2 separate regions of the Ovis aries genome follow, and region 2 is linked to region 1. The links are chromatin contacts, called in public Hi-C maps. All regions are on one chromosome and are shown on one strand. The core of a region is the stretch at or near the end of the contact, and the rest is flanking DNA. Distances in the headings are between cores, read along the strand shown. Region 1 has its middle 21 kb from the start of CD8A. Region 2 holds the start of CD8B (CD8 subunit beta).

The links. A called contact is a pair of places that touch in the nucleus more often than the background predicts.
Region 2: a contact with region 1 is called in a Hi-C map of hypothalamus, with 3 times the contacts expected there. The contact joins the promoter of CD8B here to the enhancer-like site in region 1. A contact is called at or near these places in 5 of 16 Hi-C or Micro-C datasets (blood, hypothalamus, liver and 2 more).

What each region holds. Positions count from the first base shown.
Region 1 is chr3:58,657,219-58,661,314 of ARS-UI_Ramb_v3.0, reverse strand. No RefSeq gene overlaps it. Among named protein-coding and RNA genes, the nearest start is that of CD8A, 21 kb to the right of the region's middle. Within about 2 kb of position 2,339, at least 3 of the 54 cell types and tissues checked have an H3K27ac peak or open chromatin away from gene starts, as enhancers often do. A contact at or near this core is called in hypothalamus, where this site is marked.
Region 2 is chr3:58,708,029-58,712,124 of ARS-UI_Ramb_v3.0, reverse strand. It overlaps CD8B (CD8 subunit beta), which reads left to right and starts at 1,683. Exons shown (of 6, transcript XM_004007264.5): 1 at 1,683-1,746. The coding sequence starts at 1,704. LOC132659395 (a long non-coding RNA gene) reads right to left here and starts at 1,579. Exons shown (of 2, transcript XR_009599821.1): 1 at 1,136-1,579.

The DNA of each region.
Region 1 (4,096 bases), core at 1,090-3,589:
CCTGGCCCCTGTAACCTCCCACCTAGCGCTCTGAGCCTTTCCCTTCTCCCGGACCAGCCCGAGCCCAGCGCTGCCTAGACCTTTCCTTGCATGGCGACCTCAGCGTCCCGCGGGCGCCAGCGACCAGGGACCGGCACTCCACCTGTCCCCAGGACATCCCGAGCCCCCTGCCCCATTGGCTTCCTGCCCGGTGCCTCCCTCCTTCCTTCCCCTCAGCCCGATCCCCCACTCGGGGATGCAGGTCTGGATGAGCAGTTGAGAGTACCCCATTCGCGTCCCCTCTGATCCTTGGTCCCACTGTCTGCGCCAGAGGTCCAGCAGAGAGAGGTCGGGTCAGTCCCGGGCGGGGCTCCCGGAGCTGGGCATGACCTAGGATCTCTGGTCAGGTCCGTTTTCATTTTTGACAAGTGGGGGAAGGAGAGTTGGCAGAACTTGCAGCCTAGCACAGAGAAGAAAGAGGTTCTCAATTTGAGGACTCCTTCCAATACTTTGGCCACCTAATGCGAAGAGTTGACTCATTGGAAAAGACTGATGCTGGGAGGGATTGGGGGCGGGAGGAGAAGCGGACAACAGAGGACGAGATGGGTGGATGGCATCACCGACTCGATGGACATGAGTCTGAGTAAACTCCGGGAGTTGGTGATGGACAGGGAGGCCTGGCGGGCTGCGATTCATGGGGTCACAAAGAATCGAACATGACTGAGCAACTGAACTGAACTGAACTGAACTGAACTTCCATCCTTAATGGAAAAGGGCATGGCAGCCCAGTCCAGTGTTCTTGCCTGGAGAATCCCATGGACAGGGGAGCCTGGCGGGCTACACTCCAGAGGTTCACAAAGAGTAGGATACAACTGAAGCGACTTAGCATGCATGCATGCATTCATTCCACCCTTAAAGCATCAACATTTTATTTCTAAGGACAGGGACTTACTGGTAGATATTGAGGGAATGGGGAGGTTAGGAGTCTACAGGAAGCATATCCTGGCCCCCCTCTATCTGGAGCCAGAAATTCCATCTTTAACCAGTCTTTTGATCCCCAGTTAAATGCAAGTCTTACCCTCCATCCCACTCCACCCCATCCCTCAAGGGAGGAAGAAAAGAGGAATTCTAGGGGCCCGTAATAGAAGGCAATGGCACCCTACTCCAGTGCTCTTGCCTGGAAAATCCCCTGGGTGGAGGAGCCTGGTAGGCTACAGTCCATGGGGTCGCTAAGAGTTGGACACGACTGAGCGACTTCACTTTCACTTTTCACTTTCATGCATTGGAGAAGGACATGGCAAGCCACTCCAGTGTTCTTGCCTGGAGAATCCCAAGGACGGGGGAGCCTGGTGGGCTGCCATCTATGGGGTCGCACAGAGTCAGACACGACTGAAGCAACTTAGCAGCAGCAGCAGCAGCAATAATAGGACTCCTGGGAGTTGGGGTGGGACTCCTGAGAAAGGCGAGGTCCAAAATCACTGATGCGGGACAGCTGGGTGGCGGCGTTGAAGATGGCTGGTCCCCAGCTGGCTGGGAGGGAACATGAACCAGCTTCAGTTTTGCAGGTGGGCAAGCATGAACTAAATTCAAAATTCTTCCCTCCTTTGCTGTTGTTCAGTTGCTCAGTCATGTCCGACTCTCTGACCTCATGGACTGCAGCATGCCAGCCTCTCCTGTTCTTCAACATCTCCCAGAGTTTGCTCAGACTCATGTCCAATGAGTCGGTGATGCCATCCAACCATCTCATCCACTGTTGCCCCCTTCTCCTCCTGCCTTCAATCTTTCCCAGCATCAGGGTCTTTTCCAATGAGTCAGCTCTTCACATCAAGTGGCCAAAGTACTGGAGTTCCAGCTTCAGCATCAGTCCTTCCAGTGAATATTCAGGGTTGATTTCTTTTAGAATTGACTGTTTTGATCTTGCAGTCCAAAGGACTTTCAAGAGTCTTCTCCAACACCATAGTTCAAAAGCATCAATTCTTTGGCATTCAGCCTTGTTTATGGTCCAACTCTCACATCCGTAAATGACGACTGGAATAACCATAGCTTTTACTAAACGGACCTTCATAGGCAAAGTAATGTATCTGCTTTTTAATACACTGTCTACAGAGGATGAGATGGCCGGATGGCATCACTGACTCGATGGACGTGAGTTTGGGTGAACTCTGGGAGTTGGTGATGGACAGGGAGGCCTGGCGTGCTGCAATTCATGGGGTCGCAAAGAGTCGGACACACCTGAGCTACTGAACTGAACTGATGTTTGTCATAGCTCTTCTTCCAAGGAGTAAGCTTCCTCCTTTCCCCTCCCCAACTCTCAACCGGGACCAAACTAGAGCAACGCCGCCCCCTGCAGGACAGAGCGGGGCATTAGACTTTATCTTGAGAGAGCAACGCTGCGGCTTGGTAGGCAGCGTCATGGATTACTTGGTTCCGGCTCAGTCACTGCCTCCTGAATTAAATTGCTCACCCTCCCTGAGCCTCCGATTTTCTTCCTCTATAACATAAAAACGTGTTGGATGGTCTCTTCTCTGAGCTCACTTCCAGGTCCAGATTCTAGATCTTTCCTTTCTCCTGCCCCCACCTCGGGCCCACCCAGGGCCCCTCAGGCGAGTCTTCATCTTTCCGACCGCATGGTCCTGCCCACCCACCACAGAGCCCCAGTTTCTACCCCAGTGCTGCACGCTGGGCTCTGTGCTCTATGCGTGCAGCCGCAGAAGGTCAGGACTTGACCTCCGTTTGGGGCCACTGTTTTCCTGGAGTAGGAACATAAATGTGCTGCCTGCCTCTGATTAGGGTTGTCCGTCTCCAGAAAAAAAGAAAAGGGGTTCTTAGGAGAAACGGTGGCGGGAGATCACCGATTGACCTTGGATCCATCGGTGTGGCTCTTTTAGACCTCTGCCGAGTCTGGCCCAGAGAACTGTATAGAACAGAATGACCAAGAAAAGAAGGGAGTGTGAACCGACCCCGCCTCCTCTCGAGCATCAGCTATGCCTCAACAGCCCTCCGAGGTGCTGGCTTCCCCAGACACACAGAGCTGTTTCGGCCTAGTGCCTTGGCAACACTGCCTGCCTGCAGCTTGGCTCCCCACCCACCCCTCCAATCCCATCACGCCTGCTTCTTCGCCTCCAGGAAGACTGAGTTCAGGCACAGCTGGCTCTAGTCGCCCTGATCGCCCTCCCCAGTCCCCACCCCACCTGGCTGGGGGCGGCAGGCGGCTGGGCTCCCAGTGCTCCTGTCCGGGGGCTGCACCCACCACATCCTGGCACCCTCATCGTGGTATCATCACGTGTTCCCTTGTCTGTCCGCACACCCACGGCAAACCCCACCCACACCCCAGCTCCCTGTACTTTTCTCCACCGCACAACCGTGGGGGAGGGGGGGCGGGGGGCGCCGGCTCTGCCTTCCCAGTAAGAACTTGACTGGAGCTCAGGGGAGATCCTAGTTCATACGTCGTCCTCTGGACATAAGCAGGGACATTCCTGAAGGGCACCTTACCTCAGTGTCTGAGGTGTGGAGGGAGCAGCTCATCTCTCTCCTTCCTGCTAAACCGAGAAGGGCAAACCACCCTGAGAAATCCTCTAAACCCCATCATTTGAAGCCCAGCAAAGGCAGGGGACTTGGGGGCGGAGGCGGGGGAAGCTGGAGGACCAGTATCGAATGGAGGGGAATGCCTTTAAGTTCCCTCACCTTTTCTTTCCTTTCCCAGCTCCCCCCTTTCTGCCTTTTCCCCTTCTTTCCAGGTCCACACCTCCCTCCTCTTCATCCGTGGGAAGGCTCTGATAAATGGGTCTCCATGCTGCAGGCGCTGCTGGGGGCCTTTAGAGGGCCTGCCTTCTGGTTCTGGTGGTTAGCTCTGGAAACAGTTGTTCCCCCTCCTGCAGTGTTTCCACTGCTTTGCCCTCCAGCTTCCACAGCTCACCACACGGGTGACTCAAGAACACAACTCGGACCCCGCCCCCTGAAAGCTGCCAGGACACTGACCACCCGCAAAGTAATATTTTGTAAAATGTGACCATGTAAAACTTACTGGTTGAGCTGAGCTTACTTCACGGATGTGCCAAATAAAAGAATTAACCCTCTTGTGTAAAAAGAAAAATTTCCACTGCCTTTTTAAAGTTTC
Region 2 (4,096 bases), core at 434-2,933, 51 kb before region 1:
CAATGCAACAAAACTGAGAGTCTAGAAATAATCCCATACCTTTGGTCAACTGATTTTCAACAAGCATACTAAGATTTTTCAATGGGGGAAGAACAGTCTTTTCAACAAATAACACCATAACAACTAGATATCCACTTGCAAAAAAAATGAAGTTAGACCCCTACTTCACACTGTATATAAAAGTGAACTCAAAATGGATCAATAACTGAATTATAAGAACTAAAACTATAAAACTCTTAGAAGAAAATTTCAGGGTAAATCTTCATGATCTTGTATTCAGCAATTGATTCCAAATACAAGACCAAAAGAAAAATAGAAATATTGGACTTCATCAAAATTTGAAACTTTTGTGAAAAGACAACTAGCAGTATGGGAGGTAATAGTTGCAAATCATGTATTAGAGAAGAGTCTAGTATCTAGAATATATAAAGAGCTCTTAAAATTCAACAACAAAAAGAAAACCTAAAATTTTAAATGGGCAAAAGATTTGAATAGACATATAAATAAGAAATACAAATGGCCAAGAAGCATATGAAAAGATATCTAACATCATTAGTCATTAAGAAAATGCAAATCAAAACCACAATAAGACACTACCTCACAGCCACTAGAATGGATATAAAAAAAAAAAAAAAAGAATAGAAAGTAACAGATGTTTGTGAGGATGTGGGGAAACTGGAACCCTCATACATTGTTGGTAGAAGTGTAAAATGGCATAGCTGCTATAAAAATAGCTGTAAAAACTCCTCAAAAAGTTAAATACAGAATTACTACATAACATAGCAATTACAATCCTAGGTATAGTGGTGGCGGTTTAGTCACTAGGTTGTGTTTGACTCTTCCAATCCCATGGGCTATAGCCCACCAAGCTCCTCTGTCCGTGGGATTTCCCTAGCAAGAATACTGAAGTGGGTTGCCATATTCTTCTCCGTGGTATCTTCCTGACCCAGGGATCGAACCTGGGCCACCAGGGAAGCTTTGTTGACCAGCTGCTGACTTTCCATTTCAGTGTTATTTTAACAGGAATTACACGTGTGAAAAAGGTAGAGAGAGCATGATAATTTTCTCAGCTCTTCCGGACCCTGAAAGTCAAGGTCTGGATGTGCCCCTGGCCCAGCCCAGCGCCGCAGCTCACCTTTCTCAGCATCAGACTCTGTGTCACTGTTAGTTAGCTTTCTTTCACCGTCTCAAGTGTGTGCTCTTGAGGGCAGGGCCTGGGTCTTGGTCACTCCGGGACCTGCTGGCCCAGGGGCACCCAGAAGGCTCTCTCGGTTAGGTAACGACTCAAAAAGGAAGGAAGTGACCGGAGTTAGGGTCATGCTCCATAAGCACTCTCGAGGGACCCTCCTGAGCACCCTGACTTCTCTGAGCCTCAGCTGCTTCATCTGGAGTCACATGGAGTCATGACCCTGTTCTGACCTCCCAAGGCAGAAGGCGATCCCACACGCGCGCGATCGCTTGGAGCGGGAAACGGCGTAGCCTCCCTACTGGAGGAAACGCAGCCAAGACGTTTGAAATGCGTGGAGGATGAGGGCGGAGACCTCCCCATCCTCACACCAGACTCCCGCCCTCTCCCCGGCCAGGGCCCTCCCTCCCCGCTCCCCGCTCCCCGCTCCCTCCTCCACCCCACCCCGCCCCCAACTGCCCCGCCCGGACCTTCTCAGCCGAGCGCCGCTGGGACCGGGTGTCCCGGGCACGCCAAGATGCAGGCGCGGCTGTGGCTCCTCCTCGCCGCGCAGCTGGCAGGTAAGGCGGGGATACCCTGGGGGCGCGGGGCTGGATGCGAGGGCTCTGCGCTGGGCGCGGGAAGGGCCTGAGGCGTGAAGTTTAGGCAAAGCTGTCCCCGCAGGATGCCGTACCCAGGCCCCAGATCTGCGGGGGCACCCGGGAGGCAGCCTTGGTCCCTGGGGATGGAAAACCTCCCAGGGAGCCCATTACCCCCAGGAGTCCCCAGAGCCTCTGCACTGAGGCCACCTCTGCCCCCAAAGCCTGAACCTAGGAAAACAGAGACCGGAAGAGAGGAGGGAGAGTTGAAGGAGATGGAAAAGAAGAAAAGAGATGGGGAGGTCCGGAGAGGAAGGTCATATGCCAGGGCCCCAGTTCTGGCTTTGGTGCCCATCTCTTGGCCCAGGGTTCCATAGACACATTTTGATTACTTCCGGGGAAGTATCTGTAGGACAGTTCGCCAAATACCAGGCTGTTGCCAATTTTCAGACAGGTGTGGCGGCAGGGTGCCCCCCCAGGGTGACTTGGTTCCTGAATATTCCCCCGGGTTGGGTACTGTGGGCAGTGTAGCTTCCAGAACAAGCAGCGATGGAGTTGGAATGTTGGAACAAGAACAGAGCAGGGAGTCTGTCCCTCTGGCCGGCCCAGTCAGTCTGTCTTGTAGAAGAAATCCCTCCCCACTCCAAACTGCCCACTAACTTGTGGTTGATTTGCTCTCTAATCCAAAAAATCCCAAACTGGTCCTCCTGCCAAGGTGGCACGGCCTGCCAGCCTGGCTCTGACCTAGTGAACTCAATGGCATCTCAACAGAAGCTAGTCTAGGCCATTCAAAGCGACTAGAGTTACTGCGGATCATTTTAGAAAGAGCAGGTCCCTCTGAGTGGGATCACTGGGTGACTCACTGAGACGATGAAATGAATCAAATGAGACCCTGCGTGTGGCAAGGCCTGGCCCTGGGACCAGAGCTCACACGGGACTCGACCACAGCCGTGGGTTCCGTCTCCAGGGGCTGAAAAGCAAGTGGGCGTGAGAGAAACCAGGGTGTGTCTGAGCCAGGAAGTCTTCGAGTCAGGACGCAGGCAAGGACCTACACAAAGACCCCAAAGCCCCTCTGACCTGTCTGTCTCTAGAGGGGGCCCATTGGGGCTTTCTTAGAAGGGCCTGGGAAGTCTATGTATTCTCAACCCCACTATGTGCACATGAGCCCGTGACTGGGATCCTAGAGAGGATCACAGGTTTCCTCATTTCAGAGAGTGACACAAAGCTTAGGTTCTGGGGTCCCAGACCTGGGTTTAAATCTGAATCTACCACATAGAGGCCGTATGACCTTAAGCAGGTCGTTAACCTCCCTGAACCTCTGTTTCCTCGTGTGTAAAATAGGTGTTATTTCCTCCCAAAAATTTTGGTGAGAATAAATGAGATAATGCATAAACCATGTTCAGCACAGTTTGATAAATATTGGCATTATCAGTTCTTTTAAAAAATTTATTTACTTTTGGCTCCACCACACAGCATCTGGGATCTTAGTTCCCCAACTGGGATTCAAGTTGTGTCCCCTGCAGTGGAAGGGTGGAGTCTTAATCCCTGGATGCCAGGGAAGTCCCTATCCGGTTCTTATTGTCTTCCCCAGGAGGTCAATGACCCCCAACAATGGAGAATCTCTACTCTGCTAAAAAGGCAGCATGGTTTTCAGGGAGAGGAGAGAAGGCTCATTAGCCACTTGGGCCCCAGGTATCTTTTCATTCTCAGTGGGAGTAAAAGCTTAGAGTAATCTGCGATGGGAGTCCAGAAGTTTGCTTCTTCAGTGTTAGAGAAGATCAAGGCCAAGGAACCTGAGCCCCAAGTAGGATTATGATTGTGGGCTTGTTGTCGTTCAGTCGCCAAGTCATGTCCCACTCTTTCGACCCCATGGACAGCAGCATACCAGGCCTCAGTCAGTCCCACACCATCTCCCAAGCTTTGCACAAGTTCATGTCCATTGAATCGGTGATGCCATCCAACTGTCTCATCCTCTGTCGTCCTCTTCTCCTTCTGTCCTCAATCTCTCCCAGCATCAGGGTCTTTTCTAATGAATGTGGGTTCAGAAAGGCTTGGGTACACACACACATACACACACACGCATGCACACACAAACATCCTCTGCCCATCCAAGCCTATATCTTCTCAGGGGTTCAATGCTCCCGGATCTAGGTCCTGGTCTGCAGAGTCTTCTCTGCCCCACAGCTAAAATGAAAGCTTTATCAAGTCAGGTTCCGTTCCAGTAGCAACTGCTGAGAGGTGTCACATAGACGATGATTTACCCGAGTACAGTGAGGTTCCGTTTGCAGTGCTTTTTTGGACATTCTGAGTCTTGGAGGTGGCTCAGTGGTAA